Regions from separate parts of the Bactrocera dorsalis genome. Here region 2 is linked to region 1. Evidence: chromatin contacts called from public Hi-C data. All regions are on one chromosome and are shown on one strand. The core of a region is the stretch at or near the end of the contact, and the rest is flanking DNA. Distances in the headings are between cores, read along the strand shown. Region 1 has its middle 11 kb from the start of LOC105225751. Region 2 overlaps LOC105225733.

What was found. Hi-C and Micro-C count contacts between places; a contact is called where the count stands out from the background.
Region 2: a Hi-C map of whole body shows a contact between it and region 1, with 4 times the contacts expected there. The contact joins two enhancer-like sites. A contact is called at or near these places in 2 of 2 Hi-C or Micro-C datasets (both in whole body).

The regions. Positions count from the first base shown.
Region 1 is chr2:18,010,594-18,013,336 of ASM2337382v1, forward strand. No RefSeq gene overlaps it. Among protein-coding and RNA genes, the nearest start is that of LOC105225751, 11 kb to the right of the region's middle. Within about 2 kb of position 1,343, the one cell type or tissue checked has open chromatin away from gene starts, as enhancers often do.
Region 2 is chr2:18,091,752-18,094,494 of ASM2337382v1, forward strand. All of the region lies in intron 1 of LOC105225733, which reads right to left. Among protein-coding and RNA genes, the nearest start is that of LOC105225733, 9.9 kb to the right of the region's middle. Within about 2 kb of position 1,325, the one cell type or tissue checked has open chromatin away from gene starts, as enhancers often do.

The DNA of each region.
Region 1 (2,743 bases), core at 93-2,592:
ACATTGTTCTCCAGTTTCGAGAGGGCGGAAGATATTTTGGTTACCGTGAAAGAGTCAGATTGATCGCATCCTCTTGTATCATTCTATTATTCTGTTGTTGTTGAAAATGCTCGTAAATAGTGTGGATAAATTAGAAGTTGGAATATCAGTTTGGGTGACTTGCTTTGTACGAGTCAGAATTGAAGATTTCATTTCTTCAAAGTGTTTCACTGATTCTCACAGAATCTTATTTTGTTAATGCTTAAGCCGACTTTGGTCATAAATCACAAGAAGCCTTTATAGTAGAAGTACATAAGTATCTGTAGATAAATCATGTCCTAGGCTATAGTGGTCACATGAAGGAACGCAAATCCGATGTGTGTAGATTCCAGCATAGGAAAATTCACCAAGCTATCTGGCTGTATCCCAATTGAAAAGCCAACAACCAGATCGATCATGTGATAGAGGGAAGACACGTGTACAGTATTTTAGACGTGCGCAGGCTCCGAGGTCCTAACATCGACTCGACCCAACCACCTCTGTGCACCACCTCCCCGGACCTTTTTTGTTTTCTTGCCTGAAAAGACCGATGACAGGAAAGCATTTTGAGAAGACAGAGTGGATTCAAACAGCATGCACTTCGGCTCTCAAGGCTATTCCGATGAATGCTTTCCGAGGCGGCTTCAATGCTTGGAAATCGCGCTGGCAGCGCTGCACCGACGCAGAAGGAACCTATTTTGAAAATTTTTAAAGAATTCTAACGATTGGTTCAATAAATTTTTTTTAAATCGACTCAGTCCTATTACTTTCCGGACAAACCATGTAGAACATACTTACATAAAATAATCCCTCAATTTTTGGTTTAACCTTTTGAGTAGTTTGGGAATACTAAACTTAATTATAATGGGGAATTTAATTGAATTCTTAATAAAACTAATAATTACAATTACAAACTCATGTGCATACATATAAACATGTCTAAACTATGTATGAATTTATGTATGTATGTATACAGGTTGAACGCTATCGAGTTTTGCTTGTTTGTTGATCACTGCCCGTCGTCGCGGGCAATCAAAACCGTTAAAGCACCTAAATCGCAGCGCTACCGAATGCAACGCACACACAAGTACACAGAGACAAGTCAAATCTGTTTATGGTAATTTTTGTTTTTGCAAAAATCACCGTATGCACGTACAACTGGATTATAAATTTACGAAACACATACACACACACTAATACCTACTTGTATATGCGTATGTATGCATAACAAAAAAGTTTAAGTGCAATCTCCTAATACCGCGACTACTCGCTACACCGTAATCGTCTACGCTCGGGCGCTGTGTTTATTTTGGTCGGTTCAATGACATTTTCTTCTAATCACGTTTTGCCACAACAAATGCAACAACATATATGTACATGTATGCCTGTGTGTATACTAGACAACACAGTGTATGAGCAATATAGGGATAGCAATTGCAACAAAACCAACAACGCATTTGCTATCAAGGCACTACAATTTCAGCAACGCTCGCGTAGAACGCACATATACATATATACACATATAGATTGAAGATATACACACAGACTTACATACTTGCATGCTTAAATGCGCAGGAGTAGGGGAATAACAAAGGCAGAATATGGCAGCGAGAAGGGTGCATGCACCACAGTGTTGTGAGCGTTGAGCGCAGGCACTGCAAGCAGGAGCAGGGAAGCAATGCGGCATTGTTAATCAAGCATAAAAAACGGCTCAACTACAAATGCTTACTATCACCATGGTAGCATGCCACCACCACAATCAACCAGCGCATCAACAGCATCACCATCGTAGCAGAAGCAACGACGTCACAATAGTGATCGTTACAAATTTTTCCTATGCATTTGAGTGCCTACTCGTACGCACATACATATATACATATGTACGTTATAATATATGCATGCGCACTCTCTACATCAATATAAAATATCGGCAGCAACAACAACGCCAATATCGAAACAAATGAAAATAACAACAATGGGTACAGCCATGTCAATTGGCAAGTGGGCACAAGCAGATTAGAGCAGAACTATTGTAATTTGGTGGGGATAAGGATTTTTCTAACTATGACAAAAACAACAATTTTCAAACACTGCGTAATTGTTACTACATACATGTTTGAATATACATATCGTCACCTGAAATGCAAAATAACGTATCATCAAAAAATTCGAAATTGAGTGTCTTATTGATTACGCTGCACCACTTCAAATTACAAAGATAATATTACATATGTTTAACATTTTCAGGTTCTGCACTCAGATATAAACCAGTTTTTAACCAATATTAAATTTTTTTTTCACTCATGTTCCATTTTATTGCGTGTTTCATTCATGCCACTTTACATTTCCGAAAATGTTGTTACGTTATTTTGCATTTCAGGTGACGATATGTACATATGTATGTGTAAGTTATTGTTGGTTTTTTTGTTTAACTGCGATCTCCGCAATCTCTTTAAATTGTTTTGTCAGTTTGGAATTTTTGACTGACGTCTCCAATGTAAAATATAAAACATTTACATATACATATATACATACATAATAGTAATACAGTGTCAGTGACTTAATCTCACTTTTTGACAGCTCTTACATGGATTTATCTGATTTTTTCAAGAAGCTTTTATGAAAATTGGAACTGCGGACAAGTTACATAAACATTAACTCAACTTAGCTCGTTTTCTATTTTGTTTATAGAAGCAAAAATGTTCATATCGGCTGCAAACAAGCA
Region 2 (2,743 bases), core at 75-2,574, 81 kb after region 1:
GGTAGCTAAAGTGAGAAGGCAAAATATACATCCCTGCTCAATGTTGTGCACTGGTTTAAGACCCGCCACGTAAAAACAAGTCCAATGAAAAGAAAAAAACGGCCTTCTCTGTTTTAAGCTCGGTTATAACCGCGTAAGCGGAATAACGTGGAAACGTTAACAAAAATCTCTGTTTGCAAAGTTGTGGAAAATTTCTTTCCATTGAAAACCGACCAAATTGGTTGTGGAAATGTTAAGCTAATGGAGTTAAATGCTTTAATACAAGAACTTGGAACTTGATATTCAGAGATTGTGACGTTGTCTATGATAATAATTTGTATATGCCAAATTTCGGAAAGGTAATTTCTTAAATAAAAAAAAGTTTTCATTAAAAGTGCTTGATTTTTGATATTTTGTATGCCGGCTATATGTTACAGTGGTCCGATCTGAACCATTTATCTGAGATTGCACAATTAGCCATGCCAAAATTCGTGAACATATCTCGCCAAAAACAAAAATGTGTGACAAATTTCAGATCGAGATTTCATAACATCTACATACACCTCATTTGGCTCATTAGGTGAACGCAGGTGAATATATCAAAAGAAACTAACAATTACAATTTTAAAGACTTTCACAACAATAAGCGCATATCAAGAGCACGAACTCACCTATTTCATTTTTTCTTGATAATGACAATGTTTTAAGCATGACAATAATGAATATATTTACATAATAGTAAATACATTTTACTGCATAGAACCAAAGTTATAACCTATAAACCAAAATGTCACTGAATTATGTTCTTTTATTATTATAGTTAATCTAATCATTTAAGCTTGTTTCTCTTTCACTTTTGAAAAGAAAGAGATCAACAATTTCAAAGAAAATTAAAACCATTTTCAAAAGTCAACGATTTCCTACTGGGTCAAGCGAGCTCCAATGGCAAGTCGTACACCCACAGACTCGCGTCAACAGCAGACCACAAAGTCTACGCGCATAAAAGCAAATTCTGCGTAACGCTTTGACTGCATTCGCATACGAAAAAAAATCGTAAATATCAAGCTACAGAAATGGACCGAAGGCCGTTCAAATTGGAGAAACAGTAAGTGGAGAGAATTATAAAGTAAACAAGATACAAATACAAAACAACAACATACATATGTAAATATGTATGTAGATGAGCGATACAAGTGCCAGTTGTGAAAAAAACAAAAACACAACAACAATAACAAATATGGGGGAGGAGAGCATGCGAGAGTGAAAATGTGTGTTGTCGAAAGGGTGAGCGATGCGTACGAGATGCGTAGCGGGCCAACGAACATGTATGAAGCAACTCGTAAATTTTGTGTGCGTAAAAATAAATATGTGTGTGCGTGTGTGTGTTTTATCTACAATATAGTGCGTATTGTCGGCTGCAGATATTTCCCGCCAAAAAATCACGTTTTCGTGCAACAACAATACGCACTTGCTCTAGTAGCTAGGAGCTAGAGACAAATAAATAGATGCGTAGCAGGTGTAAGCGAAAGCGGCATACTTATATGTATGTATTATAAATAGGTTTATATGTATGTATACAAATATATATATGTATTTATAAATACATGTATGTGTTTGTTACAGTTATTTTTAGCAGCATGTATTTTTGTTTAGTTACAGCAGATTTGGCATTTCATTTCATTTTCAAAGACACAAAAACACTGTATTTTCGCACTTATTACGCAAACCATTAAATGCTGCCTTTACAAAACCGCATCATATGGCAGCACTGTAAACGCAAGCAAAGTGGGGAGTTGTTATATTTTTCAATTTCCGTGCGCACTTCGCTTTTCGCTTTTCTGCTCGCTTTGTTTTGTTGGTCGAAGACTTCAAGCGAACGCAAAACCCGAAGTGCTCACAGATACACACACACACACTTATACGCAACTAGCAGATATGTAGATGTGTGTATGTATGGAAGTTAAGTTGTTGCGCAGTATGTGCTGGGCGACAGACGTGGTGGAGTCTGATGATACCTACACCGCTCACAGTACGACTGGCGGCTATATGTAGTATTGTGGGTGCGGCTACTTCTGCCGCCGTCGCCGTCACCGTCACCAGAGATATAGGCGCTGTGCCATACCTCACTATTGTCTAATAAATGCATGCAACTGCAGAACGATGACGAAAAGTGTACAAAAGCCGAACAAATAACACGATTTAAATCTAATTTGTATATGTATGTATCTTTGTATGTGAATATATGCATAATAACAAAATTGTAGAAATAACAGCAAGAACGAATGAATACACATGAAAAAATCGAGTAAAATATACGCGCATGAACCCATTGCACCGTTTGAATATTTTATGAACGCTCTCCATGCTTATGTTTGCGCTCTCTCGATCGTCGCTCTGCGCTCTGTGTGCGCATCAAAACCGAAATGTTACCTTTATGGCAGCTTGTAGCTTTCTTATTATAAAATCACTTACAGCACAAAGGTGGAAATGTAAAATAAAAGCACAGAAAAATACTTATTATTAAATTTTCGCCGACTAAAAATCACCACAAATTAAATGTCAGCATTGCCATTTTATAAAATATAAAAATAAAAAACCTTTAATTGTAAAAAAATTGTGGCGATCATTCGATTTTTGTTTTGGATATTTTCTCTTTACGAAATTTGTTTGCTTGATGGACTGACGTAGCAAAGTATCTCCCCTATACACACACACGCACGTACATACAATATATACATATGTACATTTATTTGTATAACTTTAG